Linked DNA regions of Zea mays: region 1 is linked to region 2. The links are chromatin contacts, called in public Hi-C maps. All regions are on one chromosome and are shown on one strand. The core of a region is the stretch at or near the end of the contact, and the rest is flanking DNA. Distances in the headings are between cores, read along the strand shown. Region 1 holds the start of LOC103630501 (protein NRT1/ PTR FAMILY 6.3). Region 2 holds the start of LOC103630483 (expansin-B4).

Region 1 (7,463 bases), core at 3,934-6,433, 200 kb before region 2:
CACATTAAGACCTCGAACGAGTCAAACCACTCCACCGAGGCCTCGGGGGCTACACCCGGCGGGTGCGCTCGCGCGCACCCACCAGAACGAAACGCAACCGAGAAAGGCCGGTCCCCTTGCAAAAAAGTGTGACAAAAGCCTCCAAGCGAGTATTAACACTCCCTTTGAGGCTCGAGGGCTACTGTCGGGGACCATAATTAGGGGTACCCCAAGACTCCTAATCTCAGCTGGTAACCCCCATCAGCACAAAGATGCAAAGGCCTGATGGGTGCGATTAAGTCAAGGCTCGGTCCACTCAAGGGACACAATCTCGCCTCGCCCGAGCCCAGCCTCGGGCAAGGGCAGCCGACCCTGGAGGATTCACGTCTCGCCCGAGGGCCCCCTCAAGCAACGGACACACCTTCGGCTCGCCCGAGGCCCAGTCTTCGCCGAGAAGCAACCTTGGCCGGATCGCCACACCGACCGATCGTATCGTAGGAGCATTTAATGCAAGGACGGCCTAACACCTTATCCTGACGAGCGCCCTTCAGTCGACAGAGCCGAAGTGACCACAGTCACTTCGCCGCTCCACTGACCGGCCTGACAAGAAGACAGCGCCGCCTGCACCGCTCCGACTGCTGTGCCACTCGACAGAGAGAGGCTGACAGCAGCCAAGTCCGGCCTCGGGCGCGATAGGAAGCTCTGCCTCGCCCGACCCCAGGGCCCCGGAAGACGACGAACCCTAAACCCTAAACCCTAAACCCTAAAACCCTAAACCCTAAACCCTAAACCCTAAACCCTAAACCCCGCTTGTAACCCACTACTGCAAGCGCACCCGACCTAGGCGCAGGACAAACACGAAGGCCGCGGGTTTCCCCTTTATGCCTGTCTCCTTGTTTCCCTCCTTCGTGCTCCGTCTCGCGCCGACCCATCTGGGCTGGGACACGCGACAACAATTTACTCGTCGGTCCAGGGACCCCCCGGGGTCGAAACGCCGACACTTTTACTCCTCATTTCCAAAATAAAAGTCATTTTGGCCTTTCTATAACATATCTAGACACTTCTTTAGACCAAAGACCTTACACCATGGTCATTGTATCAATTATTAGTAGCTATAGGCGAAGGTTTATTTCAGTTCAAACATACTTGCAGACACTACATTTCATTTTTATTATATTTTGTTTGTGTTGATATATGTTGCTTCTCACTCTGTCATCTTTATGAGCACTCACCACAAGGTGTGCTAGCTCAGGGACAAGATGAGCGACGCACAATGATATGGACCAGAGCACCATGGACGTCAAAATGGGTTCATACCTTGACCTTTTTTCTTAATTAATAGAAGTTTTTTCTCTCTTGGCCCACCAAGGTGCATTTCTCAACTTGACTATGACAAAAAAATTAATTGTTCGATAAGGGAAAGAAGGAATAATTTAATGGAGTTAAATAGATTGCTTGTTGATATCTGCTGCTTAAATGCACATGTAAAAAATGATTTCCCAGCGCCGCACCAGTCCAGCCGCCCACCTCGATGAACTTGTTAGGGACAATCTCTTCTCTATGCAATCTCTTTCTTAGTGTTGTTCATACTTTGTGAGAAAACCCGGTCTGAAATGGTTAGATGTTGGTAATGCTTTGTGAGATACTTGAGACTTATGTTCTTCAGTGTTGGATACTTATGTTTGTGTCCGAACATGTTGTTAATGATGTGAGAACTTGTTTGATTTATGGTGTTTGTGAGATATGTGATGTATATGTGATATCTGTGATGATTATGTGATATCTGTGATGTGATGATATATTATGTGATATCTGTGATGTATATGTTTTGTTTGTTTGGATGGAATAGAAAAAACAAATTGAAAAGATGTGTACTAGTCACTTTGCTGAGTGTAACACTCGGCAAAGAGGTTCTTTGCCGAGTGTCAGTGTCGTAACACTCGGCAGAGATGGAACACCTGGGCACCGGTAAAGCTTCTTTGCCGAGTGTTGTGACCATGACACTCGGCAAAGAAGCAAGCTTTGCCGAGTGCCTTCTAGCGCACTCGGCAAAGAAACTGACAAAGGGCCCCGCTGGTGGCCCCTTTGTCGAGTGTAGGCCGGTAGGCACTCGACAAAGAGGTAATCTCTTTGCCGAGTATATTAGGTGACACTCGGCAAAAGTAATCTCTTTGCCGAGTGTCATCTAGAACACTCGGCAAAGGCGTCGTCTCCGTTACAAGCCGTTATGACGACGACTTTTCTTTGCCGAGTACCGAGTGACACTCGGCAAAGACTTTGCCGAGTGCCCGATAAAAAGTACTTGGCAAAGAAGCCAATGCCGATGTACTGTTTGCCGAACTCTCTTTGCTGAGTGTCACATTTGGCAAACACTTTGCCGAGTGTTTTTAGACTTTGCCGAGTGCTTCAAGCATTCGGCAAAGCGCTCGATTTCGGTAGTGAAGGTGGAAGGCAGGATCCACATCTCCATTTGACTGCAACTCCAAGAATGTAAGGTAGTGTTTGCTTTAGTACCACCAGCGGCAACGGGAACAGAGCGAACTGTTGCCGGTAGCTATTGCAGTGAAAGTAATCACGTGATTTGTTTGGTTGCATTTTGTATCTGCTAAGCTCTGCGCGGGATCGGCTACCACCATGGGAGAGGCAATGAGATCCTACAGCTCAGTATCTCATCGCGTCGTGATGGATTATGGATTGGTGTAAACAAACGAGAAGAAATAGCGACGTGAATGATTACGGGCTGAAATAGGCAAATAGCCCCAACCAAACAACTCCTAAGAGTAACACCATGGATTTTTTTTAATATCAGTGATTCTCTGAATCCACCCGTGTCAATCTGTGCTCGACATTCTAGCTAGGGCCTTGATGTAATAAACCTCTTTAATTTGGAGTCCCAAACCAGAAAAATAAATTAATATTAGTTCTCCGATCCGAGCTAGTGCAATTATATTAATGCATAATATATGATGAGGTAGACGATTCAGGTGGCATGGACGAGTACGTCGTCGTCATGGACGATGCCAGCCTCCGCCGCCAGGCGCTTCTCCTTGTAGACGTATCCCCTGGCGACTGCCACGAAGGCCAGCAGGTCGACAGCGCTGATGGCGGCCAGCAGCCAATAGAACTTGTGGAGGCTGCCCTGGTCGAGGTCGTCGGTGAGCCAGGGCCTCCGGCCACCCGAGGTGGTGACGGCGTGCACGGCGCTGACGATGGCGGTGCTGAAGAAGAAGCCGAGCGACAGCGTGCTGAGGAATAGGCCCGTGCTCATGGTCTTCATGCCCCTGGGGCACTCGCGCAGGAAGAAGTCGAGCTGGCCGACGTAGGCGAAGGCCTCCCCGACGCCGACGAGGAAGAACTGCGGCACGAGCAGGAAGACGGAGGGCGTGGCTCCGGCGAGGGAGGCCGAGCGGCGCGCGCGCTCGGTGAGCGCGGCGGCGACCATGGCGAGGACGGAGAGGAGGAGGCCAACGGAGATGCGCTGCAGCGGGGAGAGGCCCTGCGGGTTGGCGGTGAAGCGGCGGGCGAGGGGCACCACGAGGCGGTCGTAGACGGGGACGGTGAGGAGGATGGAGCCGACGAGGAAGACGGTGAGGGAGCCGGCGGGGACCTCGAAGGCACCGCTGCCGAGGCGGCGGTCCATGGCCTGCGCCTGGGACACGGAGAAGGTGGTCATCTGGGCGTACACGGTCCAGAAGGGGATGGTGGTGGCCCAGGTGGGGAGCATCCGCACCACCTGCTTCACCTCCTCCACGTCCGTCAGCGTGCACGCCGCCCACTTATTGGTCTCGCCGGCGGCGGAACCCTCGGCCTCCTCAACGATGGCTGCCCTCTCAAGGAACCTGCACACCATGCATGCATGAGACATATGTGTATGCGTGCATGCATGCAGCTAGCAGCATGTGTGTGTGATTGGGCCCCAAAACCAAAGCAAATGCTGCACTTGCTTTTGTTCTGAATAACTCCAAATCAGAGTACAAACATCTTAATTAACTACTAGCTAGCTACGTACAAGTACAACAACACACAAGACACAAACGTACGGTGCGCACGATGCATACTTATCTATCATCTAATTAATTAATTACTAGCTAGCTACGTACGTACCTGCATTGCTTTGTGCGCGGCATCTTTTGCTTTCCCTTGACGTCCTCTCCGGCGGCCACCGCGTCTTGGACGTCGTACAGCATGTCCGGGTCCGGCGGCAGCGGCAGCGCGCGCTTCCTCCACGCGGCCGCCGTCACAGCGGCGATCTGCGTCAGCGGGGATCCCACCAGCTTCTTGAACCGGTACCTGCTGGTGCCCGTCACGAAGAGCAGCAGGCCCGCAAGGATGGCCGCGACGCAGGCGCCGTAGCCCCACCGCCGCCCCAGATGGTCCTGCACGTACACCAGCACCGTCACCGCCAGCAGCGACCCGATGCTGATGAAGAAGAAGAACCAGCCGAAGAAGCGCGCCATGCTCCGCCGCTCGCCGTCGTCCGACTCGTCGAACTGGTCGGAGCCGAACCCGGACACGCTGGACTTGAGGCCGCCGGTGCCCAGCGCCGTCAGGTACAGCCCCAGGTACAGCACGCCCAGCTGCGTACCGCTGGGCTCCACGCAGCTGCTCCTCCTGCTGGGGCCAGTGGGGTCCGCGCACGCAGGCGGCCGTAGCCCTGGAGCCGCCGTCGACACGGTCAGGACGCACATGCCCTGCAGTGTACAAAGTCACCGTCACCGACCGCCCGAGGAGATGCATGATGGCCACCACTCCACCAGATAATATAATACTAATACGTTCTTCTTACCGCCGCTTGGACTGCGGTGAAGATGGCGATGGTGAGGTATCTCCCGAGGTAGGTGTCGGCCACGAAGCCACCGAGGAGGCATAGCATGAAGGAGGCGCCGAGGAAGTTGGTCACAGCGTTGGCAGAGGCGGCGCCGCCGAGGTGCATGGTGCCGATCAGGTACGTCACCAGGTTCACGCCCACGCCCAGCGTCGTCAGCCGCTCGTTCAGCTCCACCACCAGGATCATGGCGGCGGACGACCAGCCGCCGGAGGAGGCGCGGACGGCAGGACGGCCCTTGTAGTCCCACGCGTCGTTCATAGTCGTCGTCATCTTACCCTCCGCCACGGTCTCAGGAAGCGCCGCCACATCAGACATCTCTCGCGTGGAGAAGAGAGGATGAAGTAGCAGGCAGCAGCACAGCCTCCCTCCACTGTTCGTTCTTATATTATATACAGGGAGGCCGCTGTCAACAAGCTAAGCTAAGGACCTCTTTGGAAACCCTAAGTTTTTAAGAAACAGGTTACTGAGGTGCTTCCAAACATTTTAGTTTATGTTTTAGTTTCTTATAAACTAAGATCTTGTTTGGAAGCAAGCTAGTTTTTTAAAAAGACTAGTTTTTATATTTTAGCTAGGAGAAGGTAGCTTCTTTGATTTTAAGAAACAGAGAATCTAATTTCTATAAACTGACGTGTAAATTGGTATGTTTGAAATCAGCTCAATTTCTATACTAAATTCATAAGCCAGTTTATTAAAAACTAGGTGCTTCTAAACATGTCCTAATAAACTAGTCTCTGCTAGCTAAAATTAGTTTATAGAAATTAAGTTGATCAGTTTCAAGAAATTAGAGAAAGAAACTAGATTTTTAAAAACTAGGTCGCTTCAACGATGGAGCTAACAACTGAGCTCACTGCCAGCAAATTAAGTCGATGAACGTAAAATCCAATGGGCCGGCGTGCGATCAGTCCAATGGATTGGGAAGAACCTAATCTTGCCATTTAGCTACGACACGACACACCGGCTATTAGTTCATCTATTATTTTTTATTTATCACGATTTAGTTTAAAAATAAACTAATGAGCAACAAATATTTTAGTTTAAAAATAAACTAACGAAGAACAAATATTTAAGAACGGATGTAGTATTAAGAGCATCTACAACAACATGGTCTATAAAAATGCCTTATATTTTTTTAAAAAGTATATTTTATCAAATTTAGGGCGCTAACAAAACATCCCGCTCTACAATAAAGCCTGAAATCTATATTATAGGGCATCACAATACGGTGTAATATATTTGAAGCACTTGAGAGGGTGTCATATAATTTTTTGACCAAATTTTATGAAAAGAGGCACTATTGTAATAGTTTTTACTACGTATTGTGAAGAACCTAATCTTGCCATTTAGCTACGACACGACACACCGGCTATTAGTTCATCTATTATTTTTTATTTATCACGATTTAGTTTAAAAATAAACTATTTCAATTTAAAAGCATCGATTTAATTCATTGTTGGAGATGCTCTTATACATTGCATTTTACTACGCTACTACAAGGGCATCAGGCCCATGACATTAATTCCGGTTAAATTGTAGCCCATATCAAAACGAGATCTATAAGGTCGGTTGATAATGGATATGATCCCAAAAGCTTATTAATACTAGTTGGTATTAAAAATTGATACTAAAGAATCCACCGTAGTTTCGGTTGCTCGCAAAATTAGGTATTAAAGGATACCCTTTAGTTTTGTCACTAATTGGTACTAATGAAGTTCGTCGAGAGTTAAAATAAAACGAAAACATCTCCTTTGTAGTAATAAATAGCTATATAACCAGAGTGGTAGAAGGGAACTCACGGAGCCGCAAGTTTTGGATTTGAATCCTAACATCGCATGCGTGCATATTCATGCAAAATTTGTGACTTGAGACACGTGCGTGCTTGTACCGGGCCAGACAATTGCGACTAAAAGTACAAGGCTTTTGTCCTGATTGCATAGTACCGATTGGAAATCTAGCATTAAAAGCATCTAAGCCCTCACTGGTGATTAATAAAGGCATAAGTGACTAACATGTACTTTGCAGAGTTAGTTTATTTGATATTGGTCACAATGATAACGACTTTTCGGGCAATCAATAGTTTTTGTGCACCTAAGTATGTAAGTCCTTTTGGTTTTGAAAGGATGGATAACAAGGTTTAGGATATACTATTTCTAAGCATTGATTTGGAGTTAAAAGACAATTAGAATAGCTTAGGATTTTTTCTTTGGCCATACACTATGAAAGGGGTATAAGTTATTTGGACGACGAAAACTCTCCATTTTTTATAATAGATATTTCCTCCATTCTAGATGATAAGACTTTTTAACCTTTTTAGATAATTAATTTTACTATGCACTTAATATACACTATATATGTCTATATATTTAAAACAATGTATCCATAAATATCAAAACGTCATGTAATTTTAAACAGAGAAGCATTTTGGTTGTCATTTGCATTGATTTCAGATAACGTATGAGTAAGTATATATGACATATACCTTACATTTGTCTTTTCCGGCTGTGGAGGTACCAGCTGGCTGGAGCTAGCATACATTTAGCTAAGTACACCACAACCTATTAATAATAATCCGTTAGTTGCTATGTGTACTTCATTCCAAATTATAGACCATTCTAATGTTTCTACAAAATCAAAATATTTTAAGGATAACCAAATTTAT
Region 2 (7,663 bases), core at 380-2,879:
GACTGTCATCCCGATCCACTACATTGGGGCGGTGGCGTAGTGGTCGAAGGAATAGGGCCGGCCCGTCACTCCGGCGTACTCAACAAGTCCAGGAATGTGTTCCCTGCATAGAAGGTCGAGGATGCCATTGGGGTGGCGGACGTGACCCCCTGCATTCTCCAAAACCTTACAAGACATGTTCAAGTGATTAAGAAAAAGTATTAGTTTCTATTTTAAATTTGAACATATAATATGAAGAAGCAGCGACATCATCTAAAGTTACATATGGTAGCGTTGTGTTGCGTGTGGTTTCATGTCGTGTTAGGGTTTAGTGATTTTTTATGGCCCATAGGTAACGACCCAATGGTAGGCGAGAAGTGAGGAAGAGCAACAGACTTAGACGTTTCGTGCACGACATATATGTTTTTTTTTATCCACGGGTTATATTAGAAAGAAATATGAGGACATTTTTTTGCAAAACAACCACGATGGTGAAAACAAGAAAAAACGGTGCTTTATAGGAATATAGCATAGTAGATGGGATCTTTAGTTTAATTGGTGTTGTTTATGTCGTGTCTCGTTCGATCTATGCGTCTAGGAGGACTCATGTCTGATGCATTGCATGTTACCCTCCTGCATCTGCATCTGAGACCATGCATGCATGCATGTGCGTTAATTAATAATATTACCTATACCATATATACGTATGGCATTTGCTTATTATCGACGACCATATCCTTTGAAAATGTCACTTGAATCATATATATATCATCACATTGAAAATGTCACTTTCTTCTCCTACCGCCGCTAGCTGCTACGCTATGGATTATGTGTGAATACCATTCTTGGAGGCTAGCTATTTGCATTTCCCATACAAATGCAACAGGTTGTTTTTTTTATTCATGCCAGCTTAACTCGCATCAAATAAGTGATTGAAGTGACATTTTCAAGTATATGTTAAGTAAAAATAGTACTCACTCCTCCGTTCATAAATATTATGAACGTATGACACAATTGATTATTTTAAAAAACTTTGATCACTCGTCTTATTAAAAAATAATAAGTTATTATTTATTTTTTTAAAATTTATTTTATTACTTAAGGTAGTTTGTATTTAAGTTAAAATTTTACATTTTTAAATAAATATTTTGAATAAGACGAATGGTCACAATTTTCGAAAAAAATCAACGGTGTTATATATTTGTGAACTGGTTCAAAACATGTTGTGATAAGACGAGTGAGGATCATAATAAAATACAAAGTGAATGATTCAAAACATGCTGTAATTTGTGGTTTCGTCTTGATTATTCTCGGACCAGGCTGTACTTGAACTCTATTTCGTGCTTGTCTCTTGTAATAAATAAATAATAAGTTAAAAGTGGTTTTAGCCGTGTGTTCCACTTCCATGGCAGGAAATTATAAAGCAAGTTATGCCCATGCTGCCATGCATGCGATGCGATGATGGGGTAGCCATGGCCCATGTGCGTGGATGCATGCATGGCAGGCAAGCGTAGCAATGAGCATATGCATGCACGAGACGAGATCTCTATCTCTCTCTCTCTCGGTCACTCTCAGCTGCGGGCAAAAACAAACACTGCCGCCGCATAGTATAGGAAAAAAGACAGGCATATATATATACCGTCCTTGCGTTCCTTCCTTCGGTAGAAAGAGCCGGCCGGGTAGCTAGTACATTGTTGGAGCAGAGCAGCGGCGGCGGCGGTGGCCATCATCAATGGGGATGGGGTCCCTCCTCTCGCTCTACCTGCTTCCTCGGGCCGTCTTCCTCCTGCTGGCCGCCTGTTGCTCCTTCGCCAGCGGCGGCGTGAACAACTACAACACCAGCGATGCCGCCGCCAGGCAGCTGCAGTGGGGCAACGCCAGGGCCACATGGTACGGCCAGCCCAACGGTGCCGGGCCCTACGACAACGGTACGTATGCAATAATATATAATCAGTACGTACGTAGCTAGTATATGCTTGCTGCCGCCGCCGCATGAACGATGTTCATCGGTGCTGCTGCATGCAGGCGGCGCTTGCGGGTTCAAGAACGTCAACCAGTACCCGTTCATGGCCATGACCTCCTGCGGCAACCAGCCGCTCTACCGCGACGGCAAGGGATGCGGCTCCTGCTACAAGATCAGGTGCTCCAAGCACGCCGCCTGCTCCGGCCGCACCGAGACCGTCGTCATCACCGACATGAACTACACCCCGGGCGTCGCGCCCTACCACTTCGACCTCAGCGGCACCGCCTTCGGCAGGCTGGCCAAGCCCGGCCGCAACGACGACCTGCGCCGCGCCGGCATCATCGACATCCAGTTCGCCAGGGTACCCTGCGAGTTCCCAGGCCTCAAGGTCGGCTTCCACGTCGAGGAAGGCTCCACCCAGGTCTACTTCGCCGTGCTGGTCGAGTACGAGAACGGCGACGGCGACGTCGTCCAGGTCGACCTCATGGAGAAGCGCGCCCGCCGCTGGACGCCCATGAGCCAGTCATGGGGATCCATCTGGCGCCTCGACTCCAACCACCGCCTGCAGCCACCCTTCTCCATCCGCACCCGCACCGACTCCGGCAAGACGCTCGTCGCACGCGACGTCATCCCACTCAACTGGAGGCCAAACACATTCTACAGATCCATCGTCCAGTACTCCTCGTGAATCCCACAATTCATCTCCTGCAGCTACAGCTGCAGCCTTTTTGTCGTCGCCCTCGCAGTCTCAGGCTCAGCTCGATCGGGTAGATCGATATGCAGGCAGCGGTGCGTGCTGTAATAATTATAATAATATATATATATATATATAATATATATAATATATACTCTCCCCGACCCTTCTTAATTATCCTTGGTATTCAACTTTCATCAAGAAAAACATTAAATATTTATAAAATATAATTACTACTGTTTATAAGACATCATTATTGGTACTCTCGAGCCGGAAGGTCAAAGAATCACTCGTACCTTGATTCCACTAGTGTCACTTTTCACTGCTCCGATAAGACAAGCACGCGACTCTCATAATCACCATTGATGCATCTCCATAACCTTCGTCAGAGAGCTCGACAGGGAACCTTCACCGAGCCGTCTAGGAGGCGACAACCTCCAAAAGTAACAAGTCAATGATGCTTGCTTGATGAACCTCCTAGTGCCTCAAGAATCAACAAAGTGACGCAATACACTAGAGCACTCTCAAACTCACTAGAATGCAATCTCTAGCAATGTGTGTGAGTGAGAGAGGTTTGGAGGCTTGTATGTGCTCAATAGATGGTTCAAATGCCAAGAGTAATAGCCAACACCCGTACTCCATCTATTTATAGCACACCCCCAACAAACTAACCATTATGGACCTATTGTCCCTTTTCTGTGCACCCATGTACGGTCTACGCCCTATGGTCGGAGAGTCCACCCCTTAATTTAACTGCTACTTTTCATTTGAAAAGCTATCAAAACGTGAGACATGGGCAGTCCACCGACCCCGAAACTTAAGCACACAGAGCTCTTCTCACCTGACTTTGCACATTTTTTAAAACCGATCGACGGTCCGACACATGGGCATGGACAGTCTACAACCTAGGAAAGTTGACTATTCGTGACCTAGGCACGGAAAATTCACAAGTCAACTGCTAGAATCTCTCACGAGTACTATGGACGGTGAAGGAAACAGTGACGCCAAGAGGGGGTGAATTAGGACTTCTAAAAACTATTCTCTAAACTAGGCCACAAATAATTTTCTAGAACAAAACATATGTAAATAAACAATCTAGAATGTGCAAACTAGGTTTTATCTAAGTGTTGTTATCTCTACCGCAAATTCTAAGTTTCAATCCTAAATAATCTAACTAGAAAGGTGAGATTGAAACTTAAGTACTTAATGTAAATGTGGAAGGTAAAATGCAACACTACACCAAAAATATAAACTTACTACGATTTCTTAACTTCCTAAAGCTTTTAGAACAAACCGTAGGAAATTACCAACTTCCGAGAGGCTACTGGTAGCTCTAGGAAATAACCATAACTTCCTACGGGTTGTTATAAAAACTGTAGGAAGTTAGCTTTCAGTTGTTGACCAACGCGTGCGGTCAAACGAGCCGCTAACTTCATACGGCCTCCTCTAGGAAGTTAGTCGCCCCTGCTAACTTCATACGTCCTCCTCTAGGAAGTTAGCTGCCCCTGTTAACTCCCTATGGCTGCCTCTAGGAAGTTAGCCGCGCCTGCTAACTTCCTACGGCCACATCTAGGAAGTTAGCTTTTAGCTGTTGACCGATGAACGTGGTCAAACGAGCCGCTAACTTCCTACGACCTCCTCTAGAAAGTTAGTCATCCCTGCTAACTTCCTACGGTCGCCTCTAGGAAGTTATTTCCTAGAGTACATGTACAACCTCTAGGAAGTTAAGTAACTTCTTACGGCTTTCCTCTAGAAAGTAATATTTGTTAGCTTCATCCCTGAGTCTACCCTAATCTTTCTTCATTCCGTCATTCAACCTCCATCATTCGCGCCTGAGAGCACCTAGAGGGGGGTGAATAAGTGATCCTGCAAAATTCAATACTAATAACACAAACTTGGTTTATAATACGTTAGTTTGATTAAACCAAGTGGTTATAAAGCGAATTCTTGATATAGAATCAATCACACAGAAAAGCAACACAAGAGACACGCTGTTTTTATCCCGTGGTTCGGCCAAGTAATACTTGCCTACTTCCACATTGTGGCGTCCCAATGGACGAGGGTTGCACTCAACCCCTTTCAAGTGATCCAATGATCAACTTGAATACCACGGTCTTTTCTTTTTGAGTTCTCTTCCCGTTTACGAGGAATCTCCACAAGTTGGAGCCTCTCGCCCTTACAATGATGATCACACAAGAAGCACAGAAGTAAGGGAGGGAAAGCAACACACGCAAGACTCAATCTGTAGCACACACACGCACACAAGCCAAGACTTGAGCTCAAAACACGGCGCAGGGAGTTCACAACTCAAACGGAGCTCAAATCACTAACACATCAATCCAAATGCATGGAGGCGGAGTCTAGGAGTCTTAAGATGCTTAGAGAATGCTTGGTATTCTGCTCCATGCGCCTAGGGTCCCTTTTATAGGACCAAGGCTGCTAGGAGCCATTGGAGATCAACTTGGAAGGCAAATCTTGCCTTCTGTCGAGTGATGCATCGGACAGTCCGATGCACCACCGGACATGAACAGTACTTGTCCGGTGCTCGATTTCCTTCCGTATCGGGCACAGCCGAACGTTGGTCCTTCGGGCCCGTTGGCGCACCAGACACTGTTCGGTGCACGCCGGACAGTCCGGTGTGACCAACCGACCGTTGGCTTGGCCACGTGTCGCTCATTGATCGCGAATATGATCGTTGGCCGTAGGCGCCTTTGGCTCACCGAACAGTCCGGTGCACCACCGTACAGTGTGGTGAATTTTAGTCGTGGCGCCTTCTTCATTTCCCGAGAGCAGCCAGTTCGCCACCGGGCCAGCCTGGGCACCGGACAGTCCGGTGCACCACAGGCTGGTGCTGGTTGGCTGAACCGAGCCAAACCTCCTCCATCTCTTTTACTCTTTTCTTGGCTATGTCTCTAGCACTTGGATGAACATGTTAGTACCCAAAAACAATTTACTAAGTCTAGAAATATACCTTGTTCTTTGATGTGCATTTTTCACCTACTTAGCACATGTGAGTTTAAAACAATGTGTTGGGCATTCAATCACCAATAGAAATCGCCCACGGGCACATTTCCCTTTCAATCTCCCCCTTTTTGGTGATCTATGCCAACACATAAAACTCAACTAAAAATTGCAAATTTGAAGACCAAATTTTCTCACTTGAGATTTGACATATTTGGATCACTTTTTGCCACCACTTGGTTTGTTTTTGCAAATCAAATTCTTTTTCCTATCTCTAAGTGAAACACACTTGTTTCGGCAAATAGAGAGATATTACAAGAGCAAAATTGATCAAGTGCCAAAAACTCCCCCTTTTCCCATAATTAAAATTCTCCCCCCATAAGAGACCAAATTTTGCTATAAGAGGATTTTGACAAAATACAAATTCTAACTTTACTATACTTTACTATTTTTAAAAATTCACAAGTGGTTGGCTGATCCATTTGCTTTGGCCTTAATTTCTCCCCCTTTGGCATTAAGCACCAAAACGGGGAAACTTTTGGCCCTTTATCCCCATTGCCTCACCAAAATGTCAAATAAGAGCAAAAAGGCAATGAGAGCATTAGTATGAACTTGGAATTAAATACACTTATACTGGAGTGCAGTGGAAGTCTTTTCGTCGTCCAAGATCATTTTCCCTTTCAATGGGCCTTCGAGACTACTTCAAGTGTACTCAAACAAGTTAGTCTCAAAGGAGTCAAGTTGTAGCTCATCTCCCCCTAAACATGTGCATTATTTGCATACGGACTTGTGAGGTCCGGGGATGACTTGTACAACTTGAGCACCACAAATAAACAATAAATGATGTAAATGCTCGAAGTAACATGATCAAAGGCATGAAACACATGTATGCTATAGATCAATCCAAGTTACGTGAATCTAAGACATTTAGCTCATTACACAACCTGCAAAACCTTTTCTCATCTAAAGGCTTGGTGAAGATATCAGCTAGCTGGTTCTCGGTGCTAATGTGGTAAACATCGATATCTCCCTTTTGCTGGTGGTCTCTCAGGAAGTGATGTCGGATGTCTATGTGCTTAGTGCGGCTGTGTTCAACAAAATTATCCGCCAAGCGGATTGCACTCTCATTGTCACATAGGAGTGAGACTTTGCTCATATTGTAGCCAAAGTCCCGGAGGGTTTGCCTCATACAAAGCAGTTGCGTGCAACACTGTCCTGCGGCAACGTACTCGGCCTCAGCGGTGGATAGGGCAACAGATGCTTGTTCCTTGGAGCTCCAGGACACTGTCCTGATGTGCTCTTCCTATCAACCTTGCATCCGGCACAGTCGGAATCTGAGTATCCGATTAAGTCAAAGGTAGACCCCTTTGGATACCAGACCCTGAAGCAAGGCGTAGAAACTAAATACCTAAGAATTCGCTTAACGGCCACAAGGGGACACTCCTTGGGGTCGGATTGAAATCTAGCACACATGCATACACTAAGCATAATGTTTGGTCTACTAGCACAAAGATAAAGTAATGAACTATCATTGACCGGTATGCCTTTTGATCACGAACTTACCTCCTTTGTTGAGGTCAAGATGTTCATCAGTTCCCATAGGTGTCTTTGCAGGCTTAGCATCCTTCATTCCAAACCTCTTGAGAAGATCTTGAGTGTACTTCGTTTGAGAGATGAAGGTGCCATCCTTGAGTTGCTTCACATGGAATCCAAGGAAGTAGGTCAACTCGCCCATCATCGACATCTCGAACTTTTGCATCATCACCCTGCTAAACACCTCACAAGACTTTTGGTTAGTAGAACCAAATATTATGTCATCGACATAAATTTGGCAAACAAAAAGATCACCATTACAAGTCTTTGTGAAAAGAGTGGGATCGGCTTTCCCAACCTTGAAAGCATTAGAAATAAGAAAATCTCTAAGGCATTCATACCATGCTCTTGGGGCTTGCTTAAGTCCATAGAGCGCCTTAGAGAACTTATATACATGGTCGGGATACCTGTCATCCTCAAATCTAGGGGGTTGTTCCACGTATACCTCCTCCTTGATTGGTCCATTTAGGAAA

Evidence for each region. Hi-C and Micro-C count contacts between places; a contact is called where the count stands out from the background.
Region 1: a contact with region 2 is called in a Hi-C map of tassel, with 2.2 times the contacts expected there. The contact joins the promoter of LOC103630501 here to the promoter of LOC103630483 in region 2. A contact is called at or near these places in 2 of 25 Hi-C or Micro-C datasets (ear and tassel).

Annotation. Positions count from the first base shown.
Region 1 is chr1:1,804,918-1,812,380 of Zm-B73-REFERENCE-NAM-5.0, reverse strand. It overlaps LOC103630501 (protein NRT1/ PTR FAMILY 6.3), which reads right to left and starts at 5,183. Exons shown (of 3, transcript XM_008651564.2): 1 at 4,766-5,183; 2 at 4,084-4,670; 3 at 2,755-3,818. The coding sequence starts at 5,122. The coding sequence ends at 2,960.
Region 2 is chr1:1,596,319-1,603,981 of Zm-B73-REFERENCE-NAM-5.0, reverse strand. It overlaps LOC103630483 (expansin-B4), which reads left to right and starts at 1,629. Exons shown (of 2, transcript XM_008651534.4): 1 at 1,629-1,907; 2 at 2,005-2,813. The coding sequence starts at 1,712. The coding sequence ends at 2,630. It overlaps LOC103630490 (a long non-coding RNA gene), which reads right to left and starts at 158. Exons shown (of 4, transcript XR_555090.2): 1 at 1-158.